Regions from separate parts of the Mus musculus genome. Here regions 1, 2, 4, 5, 6 and 7 are each linked to region 3. Evidence: chromatin contacts called from public HiCAR-type, HiChIP or PLAC-seq and promoter capture Hi-C data. All regions are on one chromosome and are shown on one strand. Each heading gives the region's core, a stretch centred on a gene start, on an enhancer-like site or on the middle of the called end of the contact. The rest is flanking DNA. Distances are from core to core; before and after follow the strand shown. Region 1 holds the start of 1700001L05Rik (RIKEN cDNA 1700001L05 gene). Region 2 holds the start of Arfgap3 (ADP-ribosylation factor GTPase activating protein 3). Region 3 holds the start of Cyp2d22 (cytochrome P450, family 2, subfamily d, polypeptide 22). Region 4 holds the start of Cyb5r3 (cytochrome b5 reductase 3). Region 5 holds the start of Poldip3 (polymerase (DNA-directed), delta interacting protein 3). Region 6 holds the start of Serhl (serine hydrolase-like). Region 7 holds the start of Rrp7a (ribosomal RNA processing 7 homolog A (S. cerevisiae)).

Evidence for each region. Promoter capture Hi-C pulls out the DNA fragments that hold promoters and counts their contacts. HiCAR-type assays count read pairs that join an accessible place to other places. HiChIP or PLAC-seq counts read pairs in DNA pulled down with a chosen protein or histone mark.
Region 1: a contact with region 3 is called in a promoter capture Hi-C map of hippocampal neurons, with 4 times the contacts expected there. The contact joins the promoter of 1700001L05Rik here to the promoter of Cyp2d22 in region 3. A contact is called at or near these places in 5 of 39 promoter capture datasets (cranial neural crest, hippocampal neurons, maxillary cranial neural crest and 2 more) and 1 of 115 datasets of contacts at active chromatin or transcription factors (astrocytes).
Region 2: a contact with region 3 is called in a HiCAR-type map of astrocytes, with 4 times the contacts expected there. The contact joins the promoter of Arfgap3 here to the promoter of Cyp2d22 in region 3. A contact is called at or near these places in 2 of 39 promoter capture datasets (embryonic stem cells and stem cell-derived epiblast-like cells) and 1 of 115 datasets of contacts at active chromatin or transcription factors (astrocytes).
Region 4: a contact with region 3 is called in an H3K4me3 HiChIP or PLAC-seq map of embryonic basal ganglia, with 5 times the contacts expected there. The contact joins the promoter of Cyb5r3 here to the promoter of Cyp2d22 in region 3. A contact is called at or near these places in 3 of 39 promoter capture datasets (the C10 cell line, maxillary cranial neural crest and pre-B cells), 3 of 115 datasets of contacts at active chromatin or transcription factors (embryonic basal ganglia, embryonic forebrain and forebrain) and 1 of 9 other capture datasets (liver).
Region 5: a contact with region 3 is called in a promoter capture Hi-C map of pre-B cells, with 2.6 times the contacts expected there. The contact joins the promoter of Poldip3 here to the promoter of Cyp2d22 in region 3. A contact is called at or near these places in 5 of 39 promoter capture datasets (3T3-L1-derived adipocytes, the C10 cell line, cranial neural crest and 2 more), 3 of 115 datasets of contacts at active chromatin or transcription factors (embryonic hindbrain, large pre-B cells and memory CD8 T cells) and 1 of 9 other capture datasets (adipose tissue).
Region 6: a promoter capture Hi-C map of embryonic stem cells shows a contact between it and region 3, with 8 times the contacts expected there. The contact joins the promoter of Serhl here to the promoter of Cyp2d22 in region 3. A contact is called at or near these places in 14 of 39 promoter capture datasets (the 3T3-L1 cell line, 3T3-L1-derived adipocytes, HPC-7-derived erythroid cells and 7 more), 5 of 115 datasets of contacts at active chromatin or transcription factors (bone marrow-derived macrophages, craniofacial prominence, embryonic basal ganglia and 2 more) and 1 of 9 other capture datasets (liver).
Region 7: an H3K4me3 HiChIP or PLAC-seq map of craniofacial prominence shows a contact between it and region 3, with 6 times the contacts expected there. The contact joins the promoter of Rrp7a here to the promoter of Cyp2d22 in region 3. A contact is called at or near these places in 4 of 39 promoter capture datasets (the C10 cell line, cranial neural crest, pre-B cells and 1 more), 4 of 115 datasets of contacts at active chromatin or transcription factors (craniofacial prominence, embryonic basal ganglia, embryonic hindbrain and 1 more) and 1 of 9 other capture datasets (liver).

What each region holds. Positions count from the first base shown.
Region 1 is chr15:83,365,440-83,368,546 of GRCm38.p6, forward strand. 1700001L05Rik (RIKEN cDNA 1700001L05 gene) reads right to left here and starts at 1,858. Exons shown (of 4, transcript NR_027980.1): 1 at 1,551-1,858; 2 at 1-71.
Region 2 is chr15:83,348,577-83,351,543 of GRCm38.p6, forward strand. Arfgap3 (ADP-ribosylation factor GTPase activating protein 3) reads right to left here and starts at 1,671. Exons shown (of 16, transcript NM_001357756.1): 1 at 1,505-1,671. The coding sequence starts at 1,573.
Region 3 is chr15:82,378,568-82,381,962 of GRCm38.p6, forward strand. Cyp2d22 (cytochrome P450, family 2, subfamily d, polypeptide 22) reads right to left here and starts at 1,693. Exons shown (of 10, transcript NM_019823.4): 1 at 1,511-1,693.
Region 4 is chr15:83,170,564-83,173,518 of GRCm38.p6, forward strand. Cyb5r3 (cytochrome b5 reductase 3) reads right to left here and starts at 1,620. Exons shown (of 9, transcript NM_029787.3): 1 at 1,549-1,620. The coding sequence starts at 1,569.
Region 5 is chr15:83,147,893-83,151,106 of GRCm38.p6, forward strand. It overlaps Poldip3 (polymerase (DNA-directed), delta interacting protein 3), which reads right to left and starts at 1,486. Exons shown (of 9, transcript NM_178627.4): 1 at 1,303-1,486. The coding sequence starts at 1,361. It overlaps Rnu12 (RNA U12, small nuclear), which reads left to right and starts at 1,753; the gene lies at 1,753-1,902.
Region 6 is chr15:83,098,573-83,101,725 of GRCm38.p6, forward strand. Serhl (serine hydrolase-like) reads left to right here and starts at 1,633. Exons shown (of 12, transcript NM_023475.3): 1 at 1,633-1,775; 2 at 3,072-3,153. The coding sequence starts at 1,772.
Region 7 is chr15:83,121,413-83,124,514 of GRCm38.p6, forward strand. Rrp7a (ribosomal RNA processing 7 homolog A (S. cerevisiae)) reads right to left here and starts at 1,389. Exons shown (of 7, transcript NM_029101.4): 1 at 1,250-1,389; 2 at 420-562. The coding sequence starts at 1,322.

The DNA of each region.
Region 1 (3,107 bases), core at 608-3,107, 990 kb after region 3:
TCCTTTTGTGTGTAAATGCCATGTCTTCTTGTTGAGCTAAATATTGACAGTCATATCCTATGCCAGGCATTCTGCTGCAAAACAATAAAGCAACATGAAAACAAGTGTTATCTAGGATTTTAGAACCTTAATTTTCATTTTTTAATATATGAGTTTTTTACCTGCATATATGTCTGGGCACCCTATATGTACTTGGTGCCTATGGAGACCAGAAGAAGGTTAGGGATCCCCTACAATTGGAGTTATACACGGTTGTGAGCTGCCATGTTGGTGCTTGGAGCAACCAGTGCTCTTAACTTCTGAGTCATCCCTCCAGCCCAATTTTATAGAACTTCAAATATCTGTAATAATATTGGGGCTGGGAGATGGTTTAGCTGTTAATCACACTGGCTGTTCTCAGTAGTGGTTCTCAGTAGTGGCAATCATCAAACTCCAGTTCCAAGGAATGTGATGCCCTCTTCTGGCCTCCATGAGCACCAGGCACACAGATATACATGCAGGCAAACCACCTAACACACCTAAAATAAAAAATTTTTAAATTGTAATATAAGCCCTCTGTGGTCAGGTACTTGCTTAGCATGTTTGAGGCTGTGGCTTTGCACTGATGAGGGCTTACTCATGGGGCCTAGGGAGAGTTATCAATATAATTACTGTATTAGCAACACTCTATTGTATATGTAATGTGCAGTGAAGAGAACTTAGGTCTGTAAGCTATATCCTACTCTACTTGCCTCTAAACCTTCAGTAAGAAACCTAACACATAAATGAATGCTGACCAGGATGGTACCCAGCGGGTACACTGTCCCTTACAATGCACTGGGCAGTGGCTGTAGCTCACAGGACAGACCCTTGGGTATGATTCTTCTCTGCACTGACCATTTGCCCAATCATCCTCCACCTTTTGTGCAATCTCTTTTACCAAGGTAGTCTATGTGACCAGTAAAATGTGGAAAAAAGACAACATACAATTTTCAAGATTAGGTTATAAAAGGCACTATGGTAAACTGGGTGGTGGTGGCACACAGAGCCAGGCAGAGCGCTTTGAGTTCCAAGACCAGCCTGGTCTATACAGTGAGATCCGGGACAGTTAGGGTTACACAGACAAAATGTCTCAAATAAATAAATAAATAAATAAATAAATAAATAAATAAGGGGAAGCTCCATGGAAACAGCATGGTGGCACACACCAAAAATCCCAGCACTTGAGAGGCTGAGGCCGGAAGATTGGTAGTTTAAGGCCAGCGGGTCACTTCTAAATAATCATGATTCGAGGACCCTCGGAGAGTCCTGTGGAGAAAAGTGACAAGGGTGCGGCACTAGCTCAACAGCTAGAGGGGGACGCGACCAGGCGTGCCAGTTAAGTGAGGTGCTGTTAACTTTTCCTGGGGAGACGCCACCAAACCCCAAAAAACCCCTGGGGGACACGAACCACAGCCCAAAGCGCGATTTCACAGAAGTCTCTACAACTCGGCGAGACAGAAGTCTCTACAACTCGGCGAGACCCGTGAGGGTACTGGACGTGTACGGAGCACCAGTGACGGGTTACTCACGGGCGAGGGCGAGCAGTGCTCCAAGTCACTCAGAACCCGCGTGGGCGAATACGACCGTTGACCAACCGGGCGCCTTCTCCTCCTCCTCCCACGTCCATTGCCGGGTTCCGGGCTCGCCAGGCGGCCTCTATGTGGTTGCTAAGCACGAAGCGCAGGCGGTAGAAGATGGCCAGTATGTCCTGATTGCCAAGGTTCCCCATGGCCACCTGACGATCCAGAGGCATGGCGCCCGGACCGAGCAGGACCTCCTGAGATTAACTGTTACCGCCGCCGCCTCAGAGACCAACTGCCGTGGGCGCGCGCTCACAGCGCGTGGAAGTAAGCTCCGCCCCCAACGCCCCGCCCCCCAGCCCCGCCCACACCCAGCGCCCCAGCCACTCTTCTTCTGCCTCTCGCGCAGGCCGCTCTGGCCCTGCCCCCTCAAGCCCCGCCTCCTGCTCGTCGCCCACGTGCCGCTCGTTCTGTTCCCGCCCTTACTGCCCTCACTGCCCTCACGTGCGCAGACGCCAAGTGCTCAGGTGCGCCTGCGCCTCTACAGAAAGCGAAGGGGTGGCCAAAGCAGGACTTTACCCTCACGCTGTACTGTCACTGGTCCTGTTTTATTCTCCGCTAAAGCCAAACCCTGAATCTGTGGTAGAAAATTATTATTATTATTGTTATTATTTTTTGTAGAAAATTTTGGTTTTGGTTACTGGAGAGACCGCTCAGTAATTAAGAGCGCTGAGTGTTCTTCAAGAGGACCCAAAGTTGGATTGTCAACATTGACAACCTCAGTTGGAGGGGGACTTCACACCCTCTTCTGGCCTCCACACACAGGCAATAGGCACTATAGGCTCGTGGTACAGATATACATAAATACAGGCAAAGCACAGTAACAGGAAATAAAAATCATATATACATATACATAAACATACACACACACATATATATATATGGAGAGAGAGAGAGAGAGAGAGATGGGGGTCGTATGTAATCCAATTTAGCATCGAACTCATGTAGTTGAGGATGAAGCTGACTTTTTGATCCTTCTGCCTCCATAAACCGAGTGTTGGAAGGACAGACATGCATCACCACCGTGTTTCTGCTCGGATGGAAGGGTATCCTGGGACTTGGAAGCCCAGGAATCACAGCTACTCCTGAGCAAGGGGGAGGGGGCTTCTCTGGAATGTGGCTGATATGTCCAATGAGATATTAACTATGAATATCTGTGTATATGCTTGTGGTCATCTGAGAGTCCTGGAGCTGGTGACCCTCTGGAAGAGCCTTAGACTATCTTAAGTAATGAGCCATCTTTCCAGCACCCCACGAGCTTAGCTAGCACCTGGGCTCCACCCCAAGCTTACAGGACACCAGTAACTGGAAGGCTGAAACTCCAAGCAGGTGCCTCTTTTAGAAGGGTGTGGGGTAGCTGGAAGGCTGAAACTCCAAGCAGGTGCCTCTTTTAGAAGGGTGTGGGGTAGCTGGAGAACCTGGCCTCAGGTAGGGTGCAGCTGTAGAAGAAGAGGTTTGAGAGTCAAGTTCAGCTGGCTGCTTGCCAGCTCCCTGGCTTTCAGCATT
Region 2 (2,967 bases), core at 421-2,920, 970 kb after region 3:
TTGTGTGGTAAGAAGCAAGTCCTTGCTACACACAGATCAATCTAAATCTGAAAAAAATAAACAAAAAACAAGAAACCAGCAAGTGACAGACACTGGACAATGCAGTGGCTGGAAGCCAGCTCTTCTTCCTTATACCCACCTGACATTATCACCCCCATTTAACCATTTCCTTCATCATAAGGCTATAAAAACCTAGGGCTCCCTTCCACCATCAAGACATTAAAAAAAAAAAAAGCCTGAATTTTGTGACATGTTGGAACTTTCTATGCCAGCCATGCAGGACTCTGTAATCACGGCTGTGCCCATTAACAGATGGTTCCTCAGAGGTGAAGGTGGCAACCAGATGGAACTTGGAGAGGGGTGGGGAGAGTCCACAGTGACACGACAGCCCTTTGCACTCCTCGGGTTCCACCCTACTCCGTCATCCTAAGGAAGTAGACACCTTAACCCTGTGTATCAAAACAACACTGCCAGCCACATGCTAAAAGTTATGAGGCCCAGTGGTTGGGGGTGGGGTCTGTGTGTGTGTGTGTGTGGGGGGGGTCACATAAGGGGAAGAAAAAAATTGTAGGGACAGACCTCAACCTACAGAGGGATGAACGTGAGTTTTAGTGAGCTTCCTCAGGAACCCAGAGAGCTGGCAACCAGGGAAGAGAACCTTAGCTCTACTGGACTGGGAAACAGGCTGCCACCGAAGGACAATGGTGACAAAAATCCAACAGGTCCCCAGCCCTGAAGAACACTCAAGACAAGGTCCATGGTGGGGGGAGAAGCCCTTCTTTCCCAGAACTTAGCACCACTTAGAGTTCTGACCCCTGGGTCTAGGTGGCTGGGATTTTTACCTTTGTTCACAGAGGCCAGAAGGAGTGAACTCTGCCTCACCAGCCTTCTCAGAGCCCAGCTACACACTTCCAACATCTGTTTCCTCCACCCTACCATGTCTGTGCTTCTGGGTCAAGGTGCTCTGTTCTCCAGACCCCTAGACACCCCTAGATGCTATGAACTAGCCTTCTCTCTAAGCCCCCAGGTAGTCTGGCGTCTGGGTAACCTGGACACTCCTAGAGGTCCATACCCCAGTCCTCTCTCTGCCATGAAATGCACTGGTCTCCTGTTCCAGATGTCCATGCCCCAGTCTTCTGTCTATCCCCAGGTGTTCTGGCCTCTGGTGGCGGACACCCCAACTGTCCATGTCCCAGCCCCCCCTGTGACCCCAGACGCTCTGCCCTAGGATGCTAGACATCCCAGATGTCCATGCCCCAGTCCTGTGACCCCAGGCTCTCTGCCTTTTAGTCCTGGACATCCTCCGGATGCCCATGTCCCTGTGCCCCAGGCGCTAAGCCCCTGGTGGGCGCCCCCTTTTCCTCCCCTTGCTGACGAAGGTTGGGGAGCGGCGGCTGCCAGGCCCACAGTGCGACGTGTCACAGGCCGGGCGGCTCCTCCCACGGCCGCGGCCACACCGGGGTCCGGCGGGCCGCGGGGTCCCAAGCCCGCCTGCGGCCGTTACCTTGTTAGTGGGCACCGAGCGCAGGCGCTTGAAGATGGCCAGGATGTCCTGCTTGCTGGGGTCCCCCATAGTCACTGAGAACTGAGGTGAAGCAGTCCCCGACAACCGGGAAGAGACAAGGAGTAGCGGTTGCCGCCTCCCGGAGACCGAGGGGCGGGGCTGCGCGTGACGACAAGCCCCGCCCCTGCCGCGCCCAGGCTCCGCCCACAAGCGGGCGCACGCGCCGTTCTCCTTCACTCGGTGAGGTCCCTCGGCGCCACTGGTTTCTCCGGGTTCCAATTTCGAAGTCGGGCGCGGCAGGCGCATGCGCGGACGCTCGGACAACTCCCACCCCTCCGCAAACCTTCCCCAGATCTCAGCGTTAGTTAGGGTCCTGCAGTGTGGGATAGGAACCCCAGGCTTTGCGCAGGGAGCATCGGGCTTACCCACCGGACTCACCAGCATACCGTTGCCGGCCCGTGGCCAGTCTCACACCTATCCCTCAGGATGGGAGAGCCAGCAGGTCTCATCCTCATGGATCCTGCATAGTAGTAGTGTGTGTTTGTACTCTTTCTCAGCTAAAGTCAAGCCCTGAGTGATAACCTACAGGAAACTGCTGTCCCATTTTTCTCTCTCCCATCTGGGAAACCCAGGCTGGCCTAGAGCACACTGTGTAGTCCAAGGCTGGACTTGAACTGGAGATATTCCTGTTTTAGCGTCTTGCTGCTCAGATTACAGGTCTGCACCAAGCCATACTGGCTTGATAATCTTGTAATTATAAAGTCTGTTCTGTTCACGGAGAGAGAGTGCTTGCCTGTAGGCAACAAGTTCTATCAGGGTCAGAACTGAGAAGTCTAGAAAGACCAGAAACAAGTCTGTGTTTAGTGCTTGGGGCTCCAGTTAAACCTTGGATAATATTAGTAGCTGGAAGGTTTGAGCTTGGGAGCAGGTGCCTCTTTTACAGCGGTCAGGGTGGAGCAGCTGGCAAACATGACCTTAGGTAGAGCATAATAGAAGAAAAACAGGTTTTGGTATCAAGTGCTAAGCCCCAGCTTCTGTCCCAGTTCAACTGGTTGCTTCCCAGCAGGGCTGCTGTAGGCACTTCCTAGCATTCACCTGTATGAAGGAGTTGGAGATGAAATATGTTGACCAGAGCAGCACTGCAGCTTCAGGGATGTTCTGAAAACGGTCTTGGTGTCAAGTTGGGACCTCATATAGGCTGTACAAGGACAGGAACTGGCACAAGACACACAAAGTTCTCAGCAGAGTGACAAAAGGGCAGGGAATAAGAGACAAAGACAGGAGATAGAGCAAGAGGAAGAAGTGAAAAGGAGGGAGAGGGGGACGGGTTATTTGCTCCAGAGGGACAAAGGACTGCTTCTGGATAGAGAAGAGACAGCCTTGGCGTATTGGCAAATGGCAGTTCATAAAGGTAAAAGAAGAAACCCCTTTAGGATAAGTTTATTTTATGGGGCATGCTAATT
Region 3 (3,395 bases), core at 443-2,942:
ACTTGCGAACTGTGCCCTAGAGCTTAGAAATCACACACGGAACTGGCAGTCTGAAACCGGGCAAGCTATAGCAGTATAAAAGCCTAACACAGAGCACAGAAGCTGGTGACCCACTTTAGTCACTGTCAACACTTGGAAAACATTCCATTCACTTTCTCTTGAAACATTGTGTTCCATTAAGAATTACTCCAAAACCTTTAGTTCAGCTGCTCTGCTGTTCTCCTTGGGAGCCCCAAGGCAACTCTTTCTAGCTCCTTCAGACAGTCCCTGCAGGAAAAACCTCCGACCCTTCACACCCTCAGAGCTGGGGGGTGGGTGGGCAGTAACACTTTCAAAACTTCAGGGCTAAATACACACGGTAGTTTACTTGTAAGCAGCAGGATTGCATCAAGTTCAAGGCCAGCCTGAGCTACGGTATGGAATCTGGTTTAAACCCACGAAACCAACAGCTGGGAAGGAAAGCAAATCTCTAGAATAGTCTGTTAGTTAACATAGGCAAGAACTGTAGGACACTTGGTGCGAGGAATGCTTGGCTGTTTACAGAGAGAATACTCCAGTGTCTGCTGCTGCCCTGACACCCACAAGAACTGGGTGGGCTGCTGGGTAGGGACAGCCATGATAGAGTACAAGGTATTAACTGTACATTCTAGTTGGTGATAGAAAAAAAAAGGGAATTTCTACACTGAACATACAAGGAATTTCACTCCCTTTTTTTCTATCCTTCCTTCCTTCCTTCCTTCCTTCCTTCCTTCCTTCCTTCCTTCCTGTTTTGAGACAGAGTCTCACTATGTAGCTTTGGCTGTTTTGGAACTCACTATGTAGACATGTAGACCAGACTGTCATAGAAACTCACAGAGATCCTCCTGCTCCTGCTTCCCATGTGCTGGGATTTTGTGCCCAGCTCAGTGTAGATTTTTTTTCCTAATTAAATGGGGGTGGATCCTCTAAGCCAATCACTGACAACAACATCCCAGTTCCAGGGGGTGCAGCAGAGTTTGTGAGGTCCAGGGTCCACTCACCGTCCCCACCCTCTTTTCCCCACCTTCGCTGAGCCCCAAAGGGCAAAAAGAGAGGTCTTCGGAGAGAGGTCTGGTTTGCTTAGGTACCGCCTGTCCCTGATAAGGCTAGAATGCACGCCAAAGGGCAGGTTATGCAAAGGTCCAGGGTCAGGCTCCACTCTGCTTACTATAGGACAGAGATTCTCAGCCCTGCGGCCTGGCTACAGGCGGGTTCCCAGGCTCTGTGTCTTAGGGGATGAGCCCTTCAAAACCTGCCCTCTATCAGACTCTAGGAGGTTCTAGCATCTTAGCCTCAGCTTGGGACAATGGAAAACAGTTTACTCGGAGGCCCTTGGAGGTTCCCCTCTGCCCACTCCAGCCCCGCCCAGGGGGAGGGACTGCTACGCTCCAGTGCCAAGGTAGCCCCAGCGCAGGGGTTGGGGTGGGGGCCCGCCTCGCACCCCTTGTACAGCGAATGGGCAGACCCGCAACCCTGCAACCCTTGCCTTTACCGGTGCGTTCTGAAACTCAGCCGAGGAGAGGCAAGAGGTGTCTGGAGCCTCGCAGGAACAGGAGGAGTAGGAGCTCGAGGAAAAAGGGCAACTCAGGAGGATTCACTCTGAGGTGGAGGGGGAGTTGTGAGGAGCAGCAACTCTGAAGAGGAGGGCACGTTCTGACGGGGAGGAGGAAGAGGAGGAGGCGGGAGAGGAATGGGGTTGGGGGGGGGGGGAGAAGAGGAGGCGGGGGAGGAGGGGAAGGAGGCGGAGCAACTCTGAGGAGGATGATACATTCTGGGGAGGAGGCTTCCACTCTGAGCATGAGGGGGACACTCTGAGGAGGCGGATCCACTCCCGGGAGGTGAGACCGATTTGAGGAGGAGGAGGAGGAGGAGGAGGAGGAGGAGGAGGAGGAGGAGGAGGAGGAGGAGGAGGAGGAGGAGGAGGGGGGGCCTTCCTGGGAGGAGGCACTGCAACGAGGAGGCGGGGCTCTGAGTAGGAGGCTTCAGCCCTGACAGGTCCAAGGTCAAAACCTTGCTATCTCCCCCAGCACCCAGAGAGCCCCCTGGGACTTAGCTTGTGCTCCCAGAGGGATTAGGGACCACAGTGAGCGACAGATGGTTCTTGTGGACACTGAAGACAGAGGGAACTGCAGTGAGAATGTAAAAAGCAGTCATTCATTCACCCTTTACACACACGGGGATCATGCTGAGATTAAGAGTTAATTTTTCATCAGTGACCACAGAGACCGGAAGACCACACACAGGATAACACACGCACATCCTGAAGAACATCATCCACATGTTCTTTGTTAAGAATAAAGAAATGTCCTTCGGGAATTAAGTAGTAAGCAGGTCATTTCCAGATAAATGTAGAAGGTCATTGGTGTCAGTGGACTTAGCATACAGGGCGCAGTAGAGGGAGTTCTCCATGCTGAAACGAAGTGATGCTAGCCAGTTAACTCACAGCCATAGAAGAAATGAGCACAGGGCGCAGTAACAACGCGGTAAAAGTGCTAGCGTGCTTCGGGTTGTAAGGCCTTTCTTTTTGTCTGTATGCCTGAAAACCGATGCATAGAACACCAGTTACAAGTCTGTCTTCATGAGTACAAAACATATAAACATGCTATCTGTGGCAAAGATAGTATAGCGGGGAAGGGTGAGAGACTAGACGAGATGTCCTGTGTCTGTATACTACAGAAGGTAACTTGTTATTCAAATAAGGTTTTTGTAAGTTTAAGGTGTTGTTTTATGCCTGGCAGCTCACTGGTCAGCTATCCTGGGATATGTAATGTGGCAGTAACAGCAAGGGAGACCCTGCCTTAACAAGGAGGGAGATGAGAACGGAATCCCAGATGTTGTCCTTTGACCTCTCTAGATGGCATCTCCCCCAACTCCATGTACACACCCTAACAATAAGTTTTAAAAGATGCTGATTTAATCCCCAAAGTAAATAATGGGAATCAAATAAAATAAAAAAAAATAAAACAAATAAAAAAAAATAATAAAACAGAGATGAAAGGAGGGTCAAAGAGGAACACTAAGATACCACTTACACAAGAAGGGCAAGGGGAGGGGAGGGGAAGAGGAAAGGAATGCAGAAATAAAAAGGAAACAGAAGAGGCGATGTATAGCTGTGACATGAACACTTGGATCAACAGTGACTTGGGGGGGGGGAAGGATTGGTTTCAGCTTACACTTCTAGGTCACAGTCCATCATAGGACAGTCATGGCAGAAGCTGAAGCAGGCACCACAGGGGATTGTAGCGTATTTTTGTAAATGTTGCTTTTTGCTTCCTATTTTTTCCTTTATATTCTTACCAATACTTTGTGAGTTCTTTTATCTGTCTCCTCACAATATGTTCTCTGGCTCTCAGCTCAGCTTCTCCTGGCTCAACTGT
Region 4 (2,955 bases), core at 370-2,869, 790 kb after region 3:
TAGCCCAGATAAGACATCTGGTACACCCAATACCCAGCAGCCACACAGGCCTCCAGGCCTAATGTATACCGTGGGCACTGAGGTGTCAGCCCCTTAAGTCAAAGACAATACCAAGCAACCCTTGGACAGATGAGGCCATGGTGGGGCCTTCTGATAATTAAACAGAGCTCTACTGCCTGGAAGGAACTACTGTTGACTTAACATGAATTGATGGAAAAGCCAGGTGCTGGGGTACCACCAACATGGTCCAAAAGGTAAGGAGAACCTGGGAATCAGGGGGAAGATAAGGGATCATGGGCAGTCTCTGGGAAAACTGGTCAGAATGTCATTATGGGGTGTTGTCACTCTGGGGTTTGTTTTGTTTTTTTTTGCCTTGGGCCAGAATGCTCCTTAGATGGTCCATACTGGACTGGTCACTCTCGCAAGAGCAAATGCCATGGCAAGAAGGCTGTCTTCACTAGGAGCCCTGAATCTTGCAGAGAGGAGAGAGGGCACCCTCCAAGACAGGCGCTGGCCTATTCTTGTCATACCCAAAGAGCTGGACACCTCAAGGGTATGTTTGTGTAACTGAGACTGGTCACAGTTCACATGGATGCTCTTAAGAAATCAGGGAGGAGCTGGACGGTGGTGGCCCACACCTTTAATCTGGCACTGGAGAGGCAGAGGCAAGTGGATCTCTGTGAGTTTGAGGGCAGCCTGGTCTACAGTGCATTCCAGGGCTACATTGAGAAACCCTGTCTCAAAAAAGAAAAAAAAAAAGAAAAAAAAGGAAATGAGGAGAGTGAGCTCTAGGATTGTGGAAGGGGCCTTGGTCGATCCAGTAACAGTGAGAGAGCAGATTTATAGACGTTAGACGGTCCCAGCATCCTCAGTGCCCTGGGCTGATGGCCAAGTCTAAGTGACACTTCTTTAGTGACAGTGCAGCTCTGTGAGTAACAAGAATGGCCAGGGCTTTTCTAGGTGACAGCTGGAAAGATCCTGGCCAACTACTGCCTTGTTTATGGCAAGAAGATGCACCCAACCCCTGTAGGGACACCCTACACATTTCTCCCATACACACACGCACCCCAAAGTACTCTTCCTGCCAGCTCACTCGTGTCCACTATTCAGGCCTGCATGTCTTCACACCCACACTCTCATTTCTCACACACGCCGCTGTCGGTTCCTCCACGCACACACCAGTGCACCTACGGTTCACACTTCACGTTCCCATTTACAAAAACCCTCGCACCTTTCACATCCCCCACGGGCGCAGGCACTTCAACTTTCTCACACTCACAAGTCACGCCCACTCAGGCGGGCGCGCACGTCACTCATTCCCTATTCTCATTCGCGCACACCCAACAGGGTCCTCAATGTCCACCCCGCGCTCGGGGCTCCCCCTTGGCCTGAGGCCGGGCCAGAGTGGCGCGGCCACTAGCCAGGGCGTGAGTCACGGTCTGCAAGGGGCCGGGTGGGGCGCGGGGCTCGTGAACCGGTGCTGGGCGCCCCGGATCGTACGGTATCCCCACGGTGCAAGCCTGGGGACCCCAGACCCATGCCGCCTACCGTGCTCAGCTGGGCCCCCATGGTGGCGAAGAAGAGACGGTGGCCTCACGCACGGTTCTACACCCGCTACTCAGCCGGCCGCTCCCCCAACAACCCGCCTCGGTCTCAACACCTCGGAGGCGGGGACGCCCTGCGGAGCCAGTCAGGAGCGCGGAGGTGGGCGGATAGGGGGCGGAGACTCCCAGTGTCCCCGCCCACTTCCGCTTGTGAAGACGGGAGTGCGCGCTGAGTGGCTGACGGCGCTGCACGGAAGAGGCTCGGCGAGAGACTGGCTACTGTGGCGCCTCTGTGTGGCTTCGGGAGGTAGCTTGTGGCTTCTGGGCCTGTTTTGTCCTGGTGAAGAGAACAAGATGTCGCCCCCGTGATGGGCTCTCAAATCCTGAGCCTTCGGTCCTGGGAGCCTGCCGGAGCTGATTGTGCTGGCCAGGGCTCTACCCGCTCACGGGGCGTGTTGCCAACACCGCTGGCTACAGAGTTCAGGCTACAGCCCTGCCCTGCCCCATTTTCAAGCCTGCGAACCAGTCGTTCCTTCCTGAACAAATCTCCAAACGTACTGAGGCCAGTTCCGGATTAAAGTTCAGGTGTCACCTCTTTAGCTAGGCCAGCTCTGGCCCTGTGCTCCCTCCAAGGGACGCCACTAGTGCAGAACGGTCTTTGTAGCGCTTCAGTTATCCTGCCTGTTTATTCACGATGCTCTGCGCCCACGTACCCATTCCACTAGATGGTGGGGCTTCCCCAAGCCAGGAGTCTGCAGTCAGTTCTCTGTGTACCCGGACCTCAGAACAGAGCCTATCACATACTCTATAAACACTCGTATGTCCCTGGCATTCCGGAGTTTTCTTCAACCTGGTCCTGGCCAGATAGGGAATGGAAGACTGCTCTGAGAGCGGCAGAGTGAGGAAGAGACTTGCTGCCTAAAAATTGAGAACTATTAACCAAACTCTTCAATACCGGAACACTTGATGACCCAAGCGTTCAATACCGGAAGAGGCAGGTGGATCTGTGAGTGTTCCAGGCTACACGGTGAGACTGCTAGTTACTTTTCTGTTGCTGTGGTAAAACACCATGACCGAAGGCAACTTTAGGGAAGATGGAGTTTATTGTGTCTCACAGTTCCAGGAGGATAAGAGCCCATTATAGCTGGAAGGCATGGCCGGCCACAAGCAGCAGGAAAACCTGGCTCGGGGAGAAGGATGCTGAGAGATAACACTGTACCTTAAGTGGGAACCTGAGAGAGAGCTGGAAGTGGGGCCAGGCTATAGGCTCTCAAAGCCACCCCAGGCACATTTCTTCATCCAGCAAGACCACACACCTCCGTACCTCCCCACAAACCATCACAAATTGGGGACTAAACGTTCAAATACACGTGCCTATGAGGGCCATTTCTTATTCAAACCACCACAGAGA
Region 5 (3,214 bases), core at 236-2,735, 770 kb after region 3:
TTTACTAGACACAGGCGTAGGGAAGGATTGGCATAGCTGAGCAGATCAGTGTCTGGGAAAACAGTTCCTTAAAAAAATAAAAAGGTTTATTTATTTTATGTATGTGAGTACACTGTTACTGTCTTCAAACATAGCAGAAGAGAGTACATCAGATCTCATTACAGATGGTTGTGAGCCACCATGCTGCTGGGAATTGAACTCAGGACCTCTGGAAGAGCAGTTGGTGTCTTAACTGCTGAGCCATCTCTCCAGCCCCAGGAAAACAGTTCCTGACACCTACAGCAGTGTATCTATATGCCTGCTGACCACGGGCCGACTTAACCACTTTTTCACCTGCACATTTATAAAAGCTAGAAATGGCTATCGATGTTTAAGAGTATGTTGAGTCTGACTGTCTCACTTAAGACATCAGGGCATACATCCATGAATGCCAATGCCACCCTCTTGGAACTGTTTTGTCTGTCTTTGCCTGAGGCCAACTCAGTTGGGGCACTCGGTGGCCTTGGGAAAGTCTTTCTCTCTGGCTCCAGCTTTCCCGTTTGTGAAATGCGGAATAAAATAGTTAAGCAACAGCGGAGCGCCTGGAGCACCAGCTACTCAAGAGACTGAGGCAGGAGGATGGATTTGAGATCAGGAGTTCCTGGATAACATGGAGGACGCCGGCTCTCAAAACGGAAACAAACTGGCCTGTCATCTCAGCCCTTGAGAAACGGGAGGAGGAGGGAGACTCTTGGCGTTTTAAGGCCAGCCTCGGAGACGCAGCGAGTTCGAGGCTCGCTCCGGCTATGTGAAAGCCGGCCTCAAGAGAAAACAAAACGATCAGACAACCATTACAGATATCACAGTGAAAGGAACAAGGCGTCTCGCCTATGAAAGAGCTCTTTGCTTAAAACGGGTCGGGCTAAGCACCGTGGCATAGGAGAACCAGCAGAACTGGCCATAAACAGCTCTGGGCTGGCGGCTCCTCCGCTCAACTTCCGCCCTCTTAACTCCCAGGACCTAAAGGCCGAGCGGAGACGGCGCCACCGTGGTCCCCCCGGACCCGATCCTCCGGGGAGCAAGGCCCTGGCCCGCCCAGCCCTCGGCTCGCCTGCGATCGGGCCTCCCGGGCCTCCCGGGCCCAGCAGCCAGTGGACCGACCAGCAGCTGGGCCCGCGCGGCCGGGCCAATAAGGAGCGCGGCGGACGCAGGGGGCGGGCGCAAGCGGCGTCGCCCCCCGGAGCCGCTCCCTCCTCCGCCCCCGAACCCCAAGAAGCAGCGAGGCCCCTACGAGCCTCGAGGAAAAGGGAAAGGGCCGCTCACCGTCCCTTGGCCGCCGTCCCGCGCTTCCGGATGAGCTCGTCCAGCGAGAGATCGGCCATCTTGCGGCGCGCAGCTAGCGGAGAACGGAGGAGAAGCCGACTGCGGCGAGCCCGCCCCGCGGCCGGAGTCAAGAGCGGCTTCCGGCAACCCGGACGGCCAACTCTCGCGACAGCTCAAACGAAAAGCTCGAGACGGAAGGGGTGGAGCCTCTCTCCCCGTGAGCCTTTGCGGTGCTCGCTTCTAATTTGCATGGAGGAGTCCGGAGCCTTATGGGCTCTCTCTCCCCCCTCCTCCTTTTGCTAATGAGGAATTAGAATTATATCGATCATAAACCATTAAAAAGCATTATCAAGAGGACAAGTCTTTTAGTCATACAGCCGATCGGACACTCACCATACTTGTAATGAGAATATAATTTCTTACCCCTGAGGAACGTAGACACGTTCCTCATGCCTTAAACTTATGAGTAAGGAAAATAACGATTCGGGGTGACGCCCGAGTCCTCACTGCTTATGTGAGAAGAATTTTTGAGCGGGTATAGGTTGCAATCTGAGGCGACCCGCCTACTTTGCGGGATGCCTGGGTGACGCGATCTGCCCGACCCCCTAATTCTACAAGAATAGAAAGCTTAGCAGCTCCTCTGAATGGTTGCTCTCAGGTGCTAGTGGTTGCAAGTCGTATGTTGATGCCTGCCTTTGCCCTACCTGGTGTGTGAGCGTGAGCGCGCCCCACCTCTCCAGCCTCTCTCTTACTGTTTTTCAGACAAGATGGGACTGTTGTTCTCCTACTGCTATGTACCTCAATTTCAATTGATCATGCCTGGACATAACTGCCCATGTTGTAAGGTCGTCTACGTTGTAAGGTCGTGCTCAGTTTCTGATGCCTAGACTAGTCACCTTTCCGTTTGCCTCCTGACTGTGTAAATGAGGCAAATGAAGGTGGTCTCTTAACTGACATGTTAGTGTTTGACCTATGGGATAGTTTCTCATTGTTGAGACAGAATTTCTAGAAGCTGGTCCGCTGAGCGGCTAAGAGCACTTGCTGATATTGCAAAGGATCTACCTGGGTTTGGTTCTCAGCACTCACATGGAAGTTCACATGTAACTCCAGTGCCAGGAGATTCAATGCCTTCTTGACCTCCCAGGCTATTGCATACATATACATACATACATACATACATACATACATACATACATATATGTGTATACAGGCAAAACACTCATAAACATAAAAATAGATAATTTTTTCAAAAATAAAAACATGATGCTCTTGGGTCAGTTTCTCATGTTCCCTTGAAAATGTACATGTTGGGGCTGGTGAGATGGCTCAGTGGGTAAGAGCACCCGACTGCTCTTCCGCAGGTCCAGAGTTCAAATCCCAGCAACCACATGGTGGCTCACAACCATCCGCAACAAGATCTGACTCCCTCTTCTGGAGTGTCTGAAGACAGCTACAGTGTACTTACATATATTAATAAAATAAATCTAAAAAAAAAAAAAAAACTATCTGCCATATGGAACATTTAAAAAAAATGTACATGTTATGAAAGGAAGGCCTTCCTAAGAGACAAGAATCAGTTTCCCACAAGAATATTCACGAGCTTGGCTCAGGAATCCCAGGCTACTAGTTTGAAATGCCCTATGACTGAGGCTTTGGCAAAGTGGGGACTTTGATCAACCTGGACTGCCCCCATTCTCAGGACATAGACTCTACAACTGGAACCCCATCCCTGCTGCCAGGGCCTGAACTACAGGTCCACTACCGGGTCAGCCATTAAAAAACAAAACAAAACAGAGCATCAGGGTTCAATGGAAGGCTTGGCAGGATCCAGGAAAACCCTAAGGTTCAGCATCCGATACTGGAGAAGCATCCTGGTCCTGGTGGTAGAACTGCGAGTGGGTCTAGACTTGAT
Region 6 (3,153 bases), core at 383-2,882, 720 kb after region 3:
CAGGGCAGAATGGAGTCACAGGGACGGAAAGGGAAGAGGTAGATGGAAATGATGGGACACAGATGGATGTGAACATGAGGATGAGACTGAATGGAGGGACAGTGACTGTAGCCATGGACCAGCAGGACAGACAGGAGCCGGCTGAGGTCATGGCTGCTGGAGGGGCTGGTTGAAGCAAGGGAATTTTGAGGTCAAAGGAATGCGAGATGCCAAGTGCAAGTATTGGTAACAATGTGTCACTGGGAAAGATTGGGAAAGGTCCCAGGCTTCCTGGTAGGTGTCTTGTTCCCAGTGGCTCTGAGTGACTGTACTCCGACAGAACTCAGTGAAGACCCTTATCTATCGAGAATCAAAGTGTGTTCTCCACCGATAGATGCCACTGATTGGACCCAACAGAAGTGTTCTCAAAGGGCTGGGGATGTAGCTCAGTTGGTAGAATGTTTGCCTGGCATGCATGCATCCACGTGTTTGACCCCCAGCAGTGCATAAACCAGGCGTGCAACCCCAGTGTTCTGGAGAGGGAGGGAGGCGGCTCAATTCAAGGTCACCCTCAGCTATGGAGTGAGTTCGAACCCTGTCTCCAAAAACCAAAGAATAGAACAGAAAAGCGTGGTGTGTTCCCAGCTCCTAACCTCTGAGTGAAACCACTCAGAAAAGTCCTGTCACAACCAGGCGGCCCCATTTTCCAGCCCCTCATCTACGTTGGCCTATTTTTCAGCCTCAAATTTCTCTCCACAGTGGCTCTGCCCAGCCTCCCCTCCCTCCCCTTACTACAGCCTGTGATGCTCAGGGTTTGCCCTGTCACCCCTTTGGGGAACTCACCACACTGATTCCGCTCAGTGCCCAGGTCTGTGGTTCGCCAGCTACAACAATGATAGGGAATATCTCCCGCTGTTCCAGAGAGCCCACCTGGTAAATTTAAAAGCTCAAGATTTCTGCTTTTAATTTAAAAGGTAGTGCTTGTATGTGTCCATTTTAGGAATGTTTGTGATTGGATTGCTAGGGTTAGCTTTAGGATGAGTTTTGGTCATTGGAGAGTCCTGCAGTGTATTCCAGGCTGGCCTCCAAAAACCCACAGGCCTTTCCCAGCCTCCTGAATGCACCCCGTGCCCACAGTCTGACTCTGAGTTCTTCTCGGGACTGAAACTGTTTTCAGTCCTTCCTTGCCTGGGGATGGTTTCTGCCAGAGCCCTCGCTTTATACATTCATTTATTCATTCAGGCCGTGCAATCAATTATCAAAGCTGGATAGCGCCAGGCACTGCTGAGGGACCGCAGCCACCGTGGGGACACGGTGGGGAGGCATGAAACACTGTGAAACAGTCGTCTCATTTCTGTGGGAATCAGAGAGGATCCTCGAGGGAGCTTTCCTCACTGTGGGGCCACCGGGGCCTTGTCTAGCTCGTGGTAATCATGCGGGGATGCCCAGGTATTGAGCCTGTCAAAGCTTGTCCTCCAGAGACTTACTTCTCTGCTAGCTCTGACACCATCCCACCGTAGCAGCACAGCAATGTGCCAGGAGTTGAGCAGCCCTGAGATCCTCCTGAAAGTCCCGGGCCGGCCGCAGGAAGGCGGGGCCTCGGTGGGCGGTGTCGCTTGAAGGGGCGGGGCTGGCGCTAAAACTGGGGCTAAGGAGACGGAAGCCGGTGGGGACGGGAAGGACCTGGAGGGAAAGTCCTGAGCGGGACGCAAGAGGCGGGGCGTGAGCTTCTGAGTCCTTCCAGTTCCTGTGACCTCCTCAGCGAGGAGTGACAGCCTCACCGACCAGAGCAATGGGTGAAAATGTCCCTCAGGGCCCCTTAGATTGGAGTGGGAAGGGGGAGGCCGACGAGTGCTCCCACTCGCTTACTTGAGCTGGTGGAGTGGACGCTCATCGCCCTCTCCCAGGCTCAGTGGGCAGCACTGGGATCTAGCAGAGCCAGACTCGGGGCTCCTGATGGCCGCTGAGTCCTAGGCTGCTATTTGGGGTTGCTCTTTGGGTCCAACAGCAGCAGAAGGTCAGCTCTGGAGCACATCTGACTTGAAGAGGCCCAGATGGAGCCCTGGAGTCAAGCTGACTCTCTCCCCCTCTCCTTCCTCCCCTTCTCCCTTTCCTGTGCCTCAGTTTCGTGATCTGTGCACTGAGAACAGCAGTGGCCCAACTCTCCAACTCACGGTGTATAGATAGATAGATAGATAGATAGATAGAGTATAAAGTGTCTGGCATCGGCTCCGAAGGTATAGGAAAAGCTGGCCACGGTGATCTCCCAGTTTCGATTTCCAAGGGTTCAGTTTCCTAAGGTCCAAAATGTGAGGGCACAGACCAGTTTTGAGCAGCATGGTACTCTGAGTAGTGTCTTAAAACCCTCAGCCATTTTACTGTATGTAGCTTTAGCTGGCTTGGAACTCCCTAGACCAGCCTATCCTTAAGTGGCCGAAATCCTCCTGCCTCTACCTCCTCAGGACTAGGCTAGGCTTATAGGTGTGATTAATACACTTGGTTCTCATAATAATATTTTAGAGTCAGTGCTGCACAAATTGTAGTATATTTGTTTTATTTTGTTGATTTGAAGTTTTATGAGACAATGTTTTATCGTCTATCCATGTCTACCTTTTAAGGGCTGGGATAACAGGCATGTATAATTATTGTTATAGGTAGCATTCAGTGTATGGGGTCTGTTACTGCTTGAAGTTTCAGGTATCTACAGGGGCTCTTGGAATGGGTCCCATATAGTTATGAGGCATTATTCTCTATTTGCTCCTGTTTAACAGAAAGGGAAACTGAAGATGGAGAGGTTTTAGGCAAGCCAAGGTCATACAGCCCACAAGTGTCAGGGTTCAAGCCGGCAGCCCCCAACCTACTCCTTCCAGTTCTGCCCTAAAAACCAATGAGCTATATCCTGAAAAACCTATTCAGATCTTTCTCATCCAGGGGACCCAAGCTGTCTTTCCCTGTTATCTGGCAATCAGTCTGTCTAAAGCTTAGACATAGGCCAGTAGCTCAGGCGCCTGTGCCTCTTGGTGCACTCATAGGGGCTTAGGAAGTGCCGGATTCCTGGATGCAGGGGTTGACAGACCAGATCTGCCTTGCAGGTTTGCACTCAGAGTTGAAGTTGGCTGTGCCCTGGGGCCACATTGCTCTCAAAGTCTGGGGCTCCCAGAAGAACCCTCCAGT
Region 7 (3,102 bases), core at 139-2,638, 740 kb after region 3:
TTCTGTAAAAAATTAATAAGTATGTCTAGAAAGAACTGCAGTGATTACTGTTAGACTTGTCTTTTAAAAATGAAAAACTAACAGACAAACAAATAAAATAATGGTTGGAAGGATAATTTCCAAACCAGGTGTGACCACTCATAACTGTAATGAGTTGAGACGGGGAGGGTGGGGAAGTACAGCAAGTTCGAGGCCAGCCTGAGCCTCAGGAAGTTCTGAACAGCCCAGGGAGAGGGGGACCCTGCCTAGACGGCGGCAGGGAGAAAAAAAAAAAAACAAAACATATTTTTATTCTGAAACTCCCAGTCTTTCAACATCCTCCACTGAGGGTTTTGTAGGAATTTCCATCTGACCACCAGGATTCTGTAGGGCCCGTGGCAAGCCCCCATTCACAACCCACTGGTCTACCAGACTCTTACCTGTGTGCAGTACGGGGGCACATTAAGGATAAAAAGGGTTCGATCGGGAGGCCATGTGGACTGGGTGCCTTGGCGAACTCGGTGCTGTCTCATGTAGAGGTAATGAGGAGCCTGCTGCTTTGCCGAGAACTTGACTGGAACAGCTAACAGGGGAAACGAGCGCAGGAGAGTTTGGGGTACCCTGAAAGGAGGTCTGTGTCTATGCCACCCAAGTTCCAATTCACTATGTCTCTTTCTAGCTCCATCGGCCCGCCTGTTCATCCACCCATCCACGGGAAGCTGGAGGGAAATGTATTCGGATAATCACCGCAGGAGGCTGAGGGGGCGGGCACAGTGTTGCGTTCTCGGAGCATCCGCTGTCTGACATCATCAGCCCCCCCCCCCCCCCCCCATAGCATGGGCTGCTCTGCTTGGCACACCAACTCTCTTCCCTCCACCCATTCTTCGTTTAGGGCTAACTCCCCCCCCCCCACCCCTCCTGCCGACTTAGCCCCACCTTCCCAGTTAAGTCTACACCAGTGGGATGCGAATCTCGGGGCTGGGAGGGCGACAGCTGCGGAAGCGCTTGTTAAAGAACGAGACACGAGCAGAACAGCGGATAACTAGCTTCTGAGGACGACGAAGCTGCAACGCTGGGCCTAGGACGCCTGGCGCCGCCTGGAGGAACCGCGCCCGAGCCCAAGGCCTTTCGGAGGAACAGCCGCGGAATCAGCACCCAGAGTCGGGGCGGCGGGGTCCTGCACCCCGATACCTGACGAGTTGCCAGGGCCTCTGCCACCTGCAAGCCACCTTCCCGCAAAATGGTGGGTCCCTGGCCCTCAGCTGCTCACCTGAATACCCCGGTGGGCTCGGTATGCTCTCCTCGTGGCCGCCAGCCTTCCGTTTCTTCCTGCGAGACACCATCTTGGCCAACTGGGAGCGCAGAGACGGCTGGGAGTTCCGTGTTCCGGCGCCGCTGCGTTTCCACGACGACGGCGTCACGCGGGGCCCCGCCCTCTCAGCCCTAGGCCCGCCTCCCGGGATCTTGCCCGGCCCTAAGATTTAGCCTTCCCTGTCCTATTGGGAAGTAGAGGGAGGCTGGAGCAATAAATGGAAAGAGCACTGGCTGCTCTTCCAGAGGATAGGGGTTCGTTTCCGATCACTCAAAAATTATCTGGAACCCAGTTCCAGGACACGTGGTGCACAGGCACACTCAACACATAATTTTTGTTTGTTTTTCGAGACAGGGTTTCTCTGTGTAGTTCTGACTGTCCTCACTCTAGACCAGGCTGGCCTCGAACTCAGAAATCCGCCTGCCTCTACCTCCCAAGTGCTGGGATTAAAGGCGTGTGCCACCACTGCCCGACTATAATTTTTTTTTTTCTTTGAGACAGGGTTTCTTTGTATAGCCATGGCTGTCCTGGAACTTTCTCTGTAGACCAGGCTGGCCTCGAACTCAGAAATCTGCCTGCCTCTGCCTCCCGAGTGCTGGGATTAAAGGCGTGTGCCACCACTGCCTGGCTTATTTGAGATTTTTTTTTTAAAGATTTATTTATTATTTTACATAAGTACACTGTAGCTGTCTTCAGACATACCAGAAGAGGGTGACAGATCTCATTACGGATGGTTGTGAGCCACCATGTGGTTGCTGGGATTTGAACTCAGGACCTCTGGAAGAGCAGTCAGTGCTCTTACCCGCTGAGCCATCTCACCAGCCCCCGACTATAAATTTTTAAAAAATAAATAGCATTCCGTATAAATCGTGGTGCAACTGGGATTTTGTGCAGTGAGATGCCATGAACAGTCAGTCTCTTTAGTTGAGAGAGCAAGGGGCTGAGAGGCCTGGGGTTGAAACTGTAAACAAAGAGTACTTGCTGGCAAGCCTGACATCTTGAATTACATCCATGGAAGATGAGAATTGTTTTCAGCAAGTTATCCTTTGACCTCCACACCCACTCCATGGCTTATGCCTCATGGCATGAGCTCTCTCCCTCAAGAAAATACTGTGTGTGTGCTGAGACAGGATTTCACCATGTAGCCTGGGCTGACCTGAGGCTAGCTATGTAGACTAGGCTGGGTTCAGTTTCACATGAGATCTGTCTGCCTCTGTCTCCTCCAGTGCTGGGATTAAAGGTGGACACTGCCACACATCACCCATGCTTGGCAGATTTTTTAAATTTTTACAAACTGAAGTGAGCCCAAATAAACTTTATCCATCTGGGCATGGCTTTAATCCTGGCTGAAGCAGGAGGATACTTGTGTGTTCATTAGGGTTACCGTTGCTGTGATGACACACGACTAAGAAGTAATGTGGGGAGGAAGGCTTTATTTCCAGTTTCATGAAACAGTTCATTAGAAGCAGCGAGAGCAGTAACTCCAGCAGGTCAGGAACCCTGAGGCAGGGGCTGATGAAACGTACTGACTTGCTTCTCGTAGTTTGCTCCATTGGATTTCTTAGAGACCCCAGGACCACCAGCCCAGGGAGGGCCCCACCCACAATGAGCAGGGCCTTCCCCCAACTAATCACTTATTAAGAAGATGCTGGCTCCCTACAGCTGGAACTCAGAGACATTTTTTCAGTTGCGGTTCCCTCCTTTCAGGTGACTTGCTAGTGTCAAGTTGACATATAAGTAGGTGTGAGGCCTGGTTTGCAGGAACAAGGGAGCTGTTGTCTCACTCTGGAGAACTTAAACTCCCAGGAATA